2 separate regions of the Sus scrofa genome follow, and region 2 is linked to region 1. The links are chromatin contacts, called in public HiChIP or PLAC-seq maps. All regions are on one chromosome and are shown on one strand. The core of a region is the stretch at or near the end of the contact, and the rest is flanking DNA. Distances in the headings are between cores, read along the strand shown.

Region 1 (5,338 bases), core at 631-3,130:
TGATCTAAAAAAGTGGATCAAGCCTGCAGCCAGTCCACTAATGTTCTTTTCCACTCACTGAGGAGCTAGGTCTCCAGGGAACAGAGTCTTGCTTTGAAAAGTTCCATATGTTGTGCACAAGGGCAAATGGACTTGCTTGTGATGGTGCATGGGGTCCACCCAGGCCTTTGTCCCTGGGGATGTAGGATTTTGGCTACTACCCCTCAGATGGTGCCCAGGTGCTTGAGTTCCATTGAGGAACTTTCTGTATGTCTCAAGGACACAAATGGGTAGTGATCTCTGGGTTCACCCTGGGAGGGGTGACCCTAACTACGATCAGGAGTCTGCAGTTTTACATGCTGCTAAGTGAAGCAGGACCCTCTATGGTCAGTTTTATCATACTTTATTTGATTTGCTTGAGACATAAGGAAGTGGCTTAAGAAAAATTGCCACCAAGACTTTGTTGAGTCTGGGTTTTTTCTAGAATGCCCTCTCTACTTCTTCCCTTCTAACCAGAACCTACTCATTTTTCTAATAAAACCTTTTTGATTTCAACAAAATCTTAGACTCCCAGAAAAGCTGCCGGAAATAGGACAAAGACTCTCCCTATATTCTTCCCCCTGATTCCTCAGCTATTAACATTTTACCACATTTGCTTTATCTTTCTCTCTCTCTCTCACATACATTTTTTTTCTGATCTGAGTGAGAGTGAGTTGCCAAAAGGGTGCCTTTTTACTGCTAAATTCTTCACACTGTGTTTCTTTATAAAGATATTTCTCTTGCATTGCCAGGGTACAAGGATCAAAGTCAAGAAACTAACACTGATACAGTACCGTTCTCAACGCCCCACAGTCCCTACCCATCTCTCTTCAGTGATCCTAGAGCATGGCTTACATTCCGTTGTCACATCCCTTTAGTTCCTTTTAATCTGGGGACAGTCCCAAGTCTTTATATTTTATGACACTGACTTTTTATAAGAATGACTTGTTTTTGTAGACAGTCCCTCATTTGGGTTTCTCTGATATTTTCTCACAATATATAGACTCAAGTTCTGTGGCCTGGGGGCATGTTGTGTTTTTATGGGTTTTTTTCCCTAAGATGGTTTTATTTTATTCATTTAAAAAATTTTGATTATAGTTGATTTACAGTGTTTGGTCAACTTCTGTTGTATAGCAAAGTGACCCAGTTATACGTGTGTGTGTGTGTGTATTCTTTTTCTCACATTATCCTCCATCATGTTCCATCACAAGTGATTAGATATAGTTCTCTGTGCTATCCAGCAGGATCTCATTGCTGATCCACTCCAAAAGCAGTAGTTTGCATCTACTAACCCCAAACTCCTAGTCCATCCCACTCCCTTCCCCTCCCCCCAGCAACCACAAGTCTCTTCTCTATGTCCATGAGTTTGTTTCTTTTCTGTGGAAAGGTTCATTTGTGTGGTGTATTAGATTCCAGATATAAGTGATATCATATGGTAATTGTCTTTCTGACTTACTTCTCTTAGTACGAGAGTCTCTAGTTCCATCCATGTTGCTGCAAATGGCATTATTTTGTTCTTTTTATGGCTGAGCAGTATTCCATTGTGTATATATACCACATCTTCTTAATCCATTCATCTGTCAATGGACATTTAGGTTGTTTCCATGTCTTGGCTCTTGTGAGTAGTGCTGTAGTGAACATACGGGTACATGTATCTTTTTCAAGGAAGGTTTTGTCCAGATATATGCCCAGGATTGCGATTGCTGGATCATGTGGTTGCCTTCTTAGTGACCGTATCAGAACATGCATACTGTTCCTTCATCCCAGGATGGGTAATGTTGACTTTGATTACTTGGTTAGGGCCACGTCTGCCAAGTTTCTCCACTGTAAAATTACAACTTTTCCCTTTGCAATTAAGAAATAGTTTGTGGGGAGAGCCTTTGAGACTATGCCAATATTCTGTTCTTCCTCAAACTTTCACCCATTAGCCTCCACTGACGATTCTTGCTTAAAACAATTATTATCAGGGCAGTTGCCAAATGATTTTCTAATTCCACCATTCCTTCTAAGTTTACTAGTTATTTTTCTTTTTTTTTTTTTTTTTTTTTTTTTTTTGGCTGCCCCAAGGCCTGTGGAGTTCCCAGGCTAGGGATCAGATCCGAGCCATTGTTGTGACCTACACTGCAGTGGTGGCAACGCCAGATCCTTAACCCACTGTGCTGGGCCAGGCAGGGATCAAACCTGCATCCCAGCACTTCAGAGACGCTGCCCATCCTGTTAGGCCACAGCAGGAACTCCTGATTTTTAAACTTAACTACTCCAAGCTTCAGGACTCTGCATTTAGGAGCTAGGAAGAGTAACTTATCATCACCTGTCTGAATGTCCCTGAATATGTTTATACACTGAATCCTGGCTGGTGAGTGTTTAATACAAAGGCTACCAGCGCCTTTGTATTAAAGACTGCACTACAGTCTCCTTGCTCTTGGGAAGATTCTAGCCAGAGAACCCATCTGCTGTGTGTCCATGTCCCGAGACTGCAGGGCCAGGGTTGGGGTCCGTGATGTGTATGAAGCTGCATATTGGACTTGTCAGTTCCACCAGCCCTGGCTGAAAAATGTGGCCCGAGGGAGGCCCTAGTCCAGCTAACTCCATTTTACATTTCCTCTCCTTCCCAGGATGGAAAAAACGACCCTTTAGGGACAGAGCAAACCTGTCAGTAATGAAGTTGTGAGGGAGGAGGCAGTCCCTGGAGGGTGGCTGGGTTGTGATGGCTGATGGAGTAAGGCGGGCCGGTAGCCGGCAGCCAGCAGTGTCCCCCGTCTCCCCCAGAGACTGCCCTGGGCTCCTCCACTTTCCATAATGGAGCCGTCATTCCTTTACCTGGATACCCAGGGCAGAGGGGTGAGGGGGCAAGATTTATCACCCAGCCCTGTGGTCATCATCCCTCTTAGCTCCCCACTCACCTGGTTTCCATTTGTAGGTTCATTTGATGAATAAAACCCCTGAGGGGTAGAAAGATTAGGCAGCAGACTGGGACAAAACCAGAATGTGAACCCAGGTGTGTCCGATTTCCAATCTGTCACCAAATCATGCTGCATCTTCAGGTGGCACTCCTGGGGGGCGGGTGCTGCTAGACCCAGTAGGGCTTTGTGGAGGAGGCGCTGATTGCAAAACGGGCAGGTTAGGGATAGGAGGTCTCCATAGCTAACTTACCTCCAGTGATGGCGAGCTCACCACATTTCCATGCAGCCCCTTCCGTTGTAAAGAGGAAGCGCTCCTGAGGAAGTTCCTCCATTAGTTGAGCTCAGACTGTGTCTCTGGCCTTCCTTCCCCCATCATTCAGAAAGACCCAGCAGTTGGTGACACCTGGGGTTTAGACAACTCTTAGGGGACTTTCCCTCCATTTCTCCTCCTCTTTGTCCTACCTGCTTTACCATAGATAGATGGTGTAAAGGCTTAGTTCGAATGGGCCTCGGAGGTCAGTCAGCCCATGGAGGGAGATAATGTGGGCCAGCTGAGGCCCATTGGCCAGCTGTGGAGGACAAGAATGGCCAGACTCTAGGCTCCGAATAAAGGAGCTCATCGGAGGTAGCCCCTAAGCCTGTGGGAACCCCTTAGGCGGTGTTTCCCTTGGGATGATGGTGGTGAGTGTTTGGTGTTGAAGACTTTTACAGTGGGAAATTATGTCCTAAACACAGCCCTTAGAGGCCAGATTTAGAGCAGAAGCTGGACATCTGGGGTTTCTTCCTTGATTTCTAACCCACAGCCTCAGTTCTCTCTTCTGTATTATGGGTGCTTTAATGCTTATCACTCGCTCAGAATATCTGATAGATTCATGCCATATTGCTTGGAAAGCCCACAAAATGATATTGTTAGAAGCAATACTAATAGAATGCATATATCAGCTCCTTTAAAACTCTTGAGGGCATTCCCATGGTGGCTCAGTGGGTTAAGAACCCATCGTAGTGTTTGTTCGTGAGGATGCAGGTTCGATCCCTGGCCTCGCTCAGTGGGTTGAGTATCTGGCATTGCCGCAAACTGTGGTGTAGAAACAGCATTGTTGTGGCTATGGCACACACCGACAGCTGCAGCTCCAATTTGACCTCTAGCCCAGGAAGTTCCATTTGCCACAGGTGCAGCCATAAAAAGAAAACGATGAAAAAGCTAAAGCCCAGAGAGGTTAAGGAACTTGCCCAGAATTGCACAGCTGAAAGTTCAGAGCATGGATTTGGACTCTAGGGGTCTGACTCCAAAGTCCACACTTTGAACTACAACAGTATGTTTCCTCTTGGTAAATATCCTGGGAATTTCTGTATTCTAGGCAGTGAGGGGCTATGGAAGAAAACCACAGGGGGGAGCAAGTTCATACCCATAGCCCAGTTGCCTTGGTTCTTTAGGAAAAGTGGGTGGGAACACGCAGACTGTCAAGCCTCCAGAAGGTGGCATGGCCAGTTTTTGCTTCCTGGTGTTGATTGACATGACTTGGTCAATTTAGCCACAATTTCAGTTTAGCTGGAAAATCGAGTGCGTACCCATAGCTCGGTGGATATATGCTAGGGTGGGCACATAGCTCGGGGGATACCTGGACCCACCAGCAGGCTGTACTGAGGGTCCACGGGCCAGACTTGGAGACTGCAGGGCTTGGCTGGGCCAGGCGGAAGGGTGAGGGCCTTTCCCTGGAAACGGTCTGCTAGGGCAGCCGCGTGCTCTTCCCATGACATCACACTGCCTCAGAACGTATGAGGCCAAGGATTCTTGGAATGCCTGATTCACCCTGGAACAAAAATAATACCTTGTATTTATAATGTGCCTTTGTTCCCCAAAGGCTCTCCTGGGCTTGATCATATGGTAATTTCAGATGGGACCTGTGATCCAGGCAGGAGTGCAGAGAAGGTGGAAACCTACCTGAGGAAATGCCTTGAGTGGGGATTGGTAGTCCCATTCCACGGGTGGGAATACTGAGACCTGGGAGGAGGGTTGGTTTGCCAAAGCAGCCCAGCAAACTGGTGCTGGGAGCCCTGGATGTCCAGTGAGTTGGAGAGGAGGGCCTCCTCGGCCGTTGAGTGAAACTCTGCACCTCATCTGGTAGCCTAGAGAAAGCTGTTTCTCCGTGGCCTTCTGGGCTACCCTAGGACAGAGAAGGTGGCTGGAGCCTGCAGCCCCTCCCCCACCCCCTGCCCTGAGTGCTGCGGTGGAGCCAGAGGGCCACCTGAAAACTCAGACTCTACCTTCCCCCCTACCCCGCCCCGGCCCTGCCCCATAGGCTCCAGCCACAAGAACTAGCAGACTGTGGTGGGGAGAGGCTTGTTCCCAGCACAGATGGAAACCCCAGGGCCACGTGTGGCTTCTGTGGTTTTCCCCAGACACAGTGGAGCCAAGG
Region 2 (5,574 bases), core at 230-2,729, 520 kb after region 1:
AACAATGTTAATTAAAATCTAATCTATGTGTGATGTTATATTATTCTCAGGAGGCTTAAAAGACCATAAAGCTTTCAATAATAGCATGCACTGTCATCAACTTCACTAGTTTTGAGAAGCAGCAGATATTTGCAAAATGAGATGAATCATCTAAGGTGAAGTCTCAGAAAGGTGGGTGCCAGAACTAAGCTTAAGTTCCAAATGATACGCCATCTTCTAAGAATCAGTCACTAGGTATTTATTAAAATTCTACTGTGTGCCTGCTGACAGCTACTCTCATGAAGTAATGCAAATAAATATAACACAAATCTTTTCTCCCCAGTAACTACTACTCTGCTTAAAAGCAGCAAGACTCGTAACTTCAGGTCAGGCCAGTCAGTGTGTCAGAAGTACCCACTGGCCAGGTCAAGACTCTGAAGTTCTCTCTCTCTGTCACCTACCTCTGAGGGAGGCCATATATATATTTTTTTTTCCCCAGCTTTTTAGGGCTGTACCTGTGGCATATGAAGTTCCCAGGCTAGGGGTCGAATCAGAGCTGCAGCTGCTGGCCTACACCACAGCCACAGCAACACAGGATCCAAGCCACATCTGTGACCTACACCACAGCTCACCACAATGCCAGATCCTTAACCCACTGAGCAAGGCCAGGGATCGAACCCACAACCTCATGGTTCCTAGTCAGATTCATTTCTGCTGCACCACGACGGGAACTCCTTTTTTGTTTTTTCGATTTTTTTTGTCTTTTTTGAGCCACACCCAAGACATATGGAGGTACCCAGGCTAGGGGTCGAATCAAAGCTATTGTTGCTGGCCTACGCCACAGCCACAGCCGCATGGGATCTGAGCTGCATCTGCGACATCGAACCTGCACCTTCATGGATACTAGTCAGGTTCATTTCCACTGAGCCACAATGGGAACTCCAGAAGCCATATTTTCTAACATGAGTCTTTCTCCTTTCCTGGACTTTCCCCTCTCCTGGCCCCCCGACTCCTACACCAAAACTAGCCCCTGGGCCAGAAGCTGACTGTGTAACTCCTGGACTGCTACAAAGAGATGACTGGGTTCTTTTTCTTTCTAATCTCAATAGGGAAATATGAAACAACTGTGCTGGCAGTAGTTGGGTCTAAAGAAAGAAGGCCTGGGAGCTACAGTGGGTGGGTGAGGCTGGGGGGCTTGGCCACTGTAGGTTCAAGATAAGGCAGGATAGAGGAGTAGGAAGCCAGTGGAATAGAACCTACAGAAAGAAGAGGGGATACCAGGGAAGTGCTTCAACTTCTTTCTAGTTCCAGACCACATTTATCCAGACACAGGAGTGCAGCTATAAAAAAAGAAGTGGGCTGTAATGATTCAGTAAGGAAAGAAGCTAAGTGTCAAGTGGGAACAGAAGATTAAGAGCAAAGAGCAGGGCCCAATCATGTCACTCTACGACAAGGTTCCTCAGCCTCTGCTCTACTGACATTCTGGACTAATTCTTTGTAGTCCTGTGGATTACAGGATATTTAGCAATATCCCTGGCCTCTACCCACTAGATGTCAGTAGCAACTCCTTCCCAGTTGTGCCAACCAAAAAAAAAAAAACAAAAAAGGCAAAAACAACAACCACCACCACCTTGACTCCTGACATTGCCAGATGTCCCGTGGGGGCAAAACCACCCCTGTTTGAGAGCCACTGCTTTAAGGAGATTGCTGCTGGCAATAGGAAGCCATTTAATGATTTTAAGCACAGGAAGGAATACAGACATGATCAGATTTGCTTTTCAAATGAATGGAGCAATGCAGAGGTAGACTGTAGAGAGGGAGGCAGGCAAGGAGGCAAAAGAACTAGGCCGACTAAAGACTTAGTTTTAGATGAAAAGAAGGTGAACATGTGACCAAAGGCAACAGTAGTGGAGACAGAAAAACAGGGTATGAATGCAGGTTACAACAGAGTTAGAACTCTGGGGCCCATTTAAATAAAGCATTTGAGGGGAAGGGACAGTGGGACAGAATTACTTGTAGGTTTATGACATGGCAATTTAGCTGGCTGTAGTGAGGGCCATTACCTAGGATAGGGAATTTAACAGGAAGACCAAGTTTGTTTGTTTCTTTCCTGGTTTTTGTTTTGTTTTGTTGGCTGCACCCACATGTGGAAGTTCCTGTGCCAGGGAGTGAACTCATACCACAGCAGTAACCTGAGCTGCTATAGTAAAAATGCTGGGTCCTTAACCCAGCGAGCTACCAGGGAACTCCCAGGAAGAGCAAGTTTTAAAATGAGTTTTGTTTTAACATAATAAAAGCTGGAGGTCAGTGTGAGATGTCCAGGTGGTGAGATTAGCAGAGTTAGTGATCAGGAGGCCAACACTTATATTGTGCAAGTTACATGCCAAATCTTGTACAAACATTAGCTCCCTTAGTCTTTACTCCATTCATCGAGATCCCAACTACTGTCATCACCCCATCTTAAGACAGGGAAATGGCTGCATACATAAGTTATTTCTCCCAGATTCCATAGCTAGTCAGTTTTGAAGCTGGGATCCCAAACTCAGACTATGTGCTCTTAACCACTACGCTGTACTACCCGCCTCAGGAAAAAAAGAGAAAGACTGGGGTTATAAATGTAGATTTGGATGGTTTTCAGTATAAAAGTACATAGTAGTTGAGGCCACAGGCATCGAGGTAAATGCCCAAAGGACATGAGAAAAGAGAGAGAAGAAAATAATCTAGAATGAAATAGTGGAGAAAAGTCTAAGTAGCTATCTGTTAATTTAAGCCAAAGGTGAAGGAGGAGCCAGAAGAAGGAGCCAGTGAAGGGTGGGGATGAAAGAGGCAACGGGGAAGCCTCAAGGGCAGGAAATAGGTGATGCTATCTTTGGAACCCACAGCAAATCCCTTGCACATCACCTACTCTATATAAATATTTCAACTGAATTGATAACCCTACAACCTCAAACAATGATATCAAGTATCCATGCTTAGAGTATATTCCAAAAATGTCATAGCTAAGCAAAACCCAAATCAGGTAGGTTTGTGATCTTTCTAGAATATCAAGAGTCTATGGAAGACACAGTGTCATAAACATGAAACAACAGCCTAGACATCATATGAGATCATCCTATACATTTATGTCCAGCTAAAAAGACTTTTTAAAGCTTTATTCACATTCTACTTTCACAGCAATGAAACATGTTACTCTGTTTTGCATTGTGTTGAAGATTGCATGAAATACTGGCTCCTCTAAGTTCTGCAAGCAAATGACAGAAACAAAATTGTGTAGTCTCTTCCTTATGAAGGAGTTAGAAAACGTGTATATGAAAATGAATTACTTCTCTCTTGAAAGAGTCACTAGAGCATCTGGTGCATCTTAAGCTGTACTGCTATAACAAGTCTTCTGTGTATCTAAACAGCTTTTTGCTATGCATTCCTTATTATACTTTACAATTTTTTACTCCAAACACAAACATTTAGTAGAAAATGAGTTTCCACAAGATACAAAAAAGCTGGCCCCCCACTTCCAATTCAAGACAAGCGTTTTCTAAGGGAATAAATCTTGATTTCCAGCCCCCAAATCAAAGTACTTTCCAAACTTAGATGTATGTACAAATCATCTGGGGATCCTGTTAAAATGGAAGCGTCTGATTCAGCAGATCTGGAGCTGGGTCAACACTGCTTGTCGAAGACGCTCACTCCAGGATGATGTGGATGCTCTCCTCCACACTGGCGACTCAAACACGGCACTTGGAATGGAAGTGCCAGCAGTACTTGGAACCTTTTAGAACAGCCCGCCCCTCCATGTGACCAATACTATCTGTGGAAACTGACAACGCGAGACATTTACGTTAAAGTAATGCTTTTAAAGTCCATTTGCAACTCATTCACTGCCATTTCCTTTTTTGCTGGTACAGAAGATGAGACCTTCTTTTCTTTCTGTCCTTCCATTATCCTAAGCTGTGGATCTCATAGGAAAGCCCTCCACAAGAAGGTCCCTGGTGATTTTTTCAGGCCTCTCTCCTATAATCCCTATAAGGTCCACACCATGCCAACTGAATGGAATTGATACTTTCTAAATATAAACCATGCTCTCTCACCACACCCCCTCTTGCATTGTTTTGGTTTGTTTGGTTGATACTTTCCCTAATCAGGCCAATCTCTAGAGTCATTGCTCTCTACTTACCTTGCCTTCGTAATGAGATGTGACCTCGCCATTCTTTGAAACAATGACACACCCTCACCATAGGAGTTTTTCTTTTGTTCTAAAATTTACTTCGTTCAAGTGGTATATGTTAGTCTTCATCTTATCTCAGCTACTGAATTACAAGCTACTTAAGGGCAGAAGCTTTTAAAACTGATTTTGATATTCCTTGTACTGCTCAACACAGTTCCTCACTAACACCAAATAAAGCTTCATCAAAATGAAGTAAAGCACTATTCCGTAATGATGATAAACTTGATCTAAATATTTCCAAATCTAAACTGTATTTCTTAGTTCTCCAAATACTATTGGTTTTCTACTTTCGTTATCATAGAAAATTGGGCAAAGGGTTTCTTTTTTTTTTTTTTTTTTTTTTTTGGTCTTTTTGCCATTTCTTGTGGCATATGAGGTTCCCAGGTTAGAGGTCTAATCGGACCTGTAGCTGTCAGCCTACGCCAGAGCCACAGCAACGCGGGATCCAAGCTGCGCCTGCGACCTACACCACAGCTCACGGCAACGCCGGATCATTAACCCACTGAGCAAGGGCAGGGATCGAACCCACAACCTCATGGTTCCTAGTCGGATTCGTTAACCACCGCGCCATGACAGGAACTCCTGGGCAAAGTGTTTCACTTGCATTTGTTCCAACTCTTACACCTAGAAAAACTGTATTTAATCTTGCTTGATACATTTTATCAGAACTTAAATTCCGAACCAGTTTTTCTGGCATTTTCAAATTAAACAGTCCAAATGTTCATATATCAGCTGAGGAAAATATTGTAATGAAATCTTCTGAAAACCATTATAAAACTCCATGTACACACAAACTAAAATAGACCACAAAGCAGCTCAGGTATCATTAAATCTGACATGCTAAAACGGGGCATTGTGACAAAGGTTCATTTTTTAGACACTAAAAGCACTTTGGAACACCTGGAGGAAGCTGAGGTATGAGGAGATGCTGTGTTTACTTTGATTCATGAAGTCAGCGTTAGTGCTAAGTCAGTCAACCAGACAACCTATCATGTACAAACAAACAAACAAAAAAATCCAAAATAATGTCCTATTAAAGTAAACAGTGGGTCAAAGGAAAAGATCCTTGCTAAATTCAGAGGACAAATAAACAGACTAAGAACATAAGGTAACTGACTGACTATTAAAAATGAGCCCAGGTCAATAAATATCTCTAACCAAAGAATGGAAAATCAGATCAAAGTGATACAGAGCTATGATAACCACCAAACGACTGGAATACAAAAACAAATCATCAGAACTGCACTGTCTCAAAAGCAAGAATTAAAGGAAAGGATTTAACGTCCCTGATTACACAACAAATGTTCTACTTGAAAGCTGCTAGGACAATATTCTGCATTCTACCTGAAGAACAGAAAGTACCCACACTTGTT

The links. HiChIP or PLAC-seq counts read pairs in DNA pulled down with a chosen protein or histone mark.
Region 2: an H3K27ac HiChIP or PLAC-seq map of alveolar macrophages shows a contact between it and region 1. The contact joins two enhancer-like sites. A contact is called at or near these places in 1 of 47 Hi-C or Micro-C datasets (embryonic fibroblasts) and 1 of 2 datasets of contacts at active chromatin or transcription factors (alveolar macrophages).

The regions. Positions count from the first base shown.
Region 1 is chr1:98,337,516-98,342,853 of Sscrofa11.1, forward strand. All of the region lies in intron 7 of CTIF (CBP80/20-dependent translation initiation factor), which reads left to right. Among named protein-coding and RNA genes, the nearest start is that of TRNAD-GUC, 110 kb to the left of the region's middle. Within about 2 kb of position 1,881, at least 2 of the 83 cell types and tissues checked have an H3K27ac peak or open chromatin away from gene starts, as enhancers often do. A contact at or near this core is called in alveolar macrophages, where this site is marked.
Region 2 is chr1:98,853,477-98,859,050 of Sscrofa11.1, forward strand. The region is part of intron 13 of DYM (dymeclin); the gene reads right to left. Among named protein-coding and RNA genes, the nearest start is that of DYM, 170 kb to the right of the region's middle. Within about 2 kb of position 1,480, at least 4 of the 83 cell types and tissues checked have an H3K27ac peak or open chromatin away from gene starts, as enhancers often do. A contact at or near this core is called in alveolar macrophages, where this site is marked.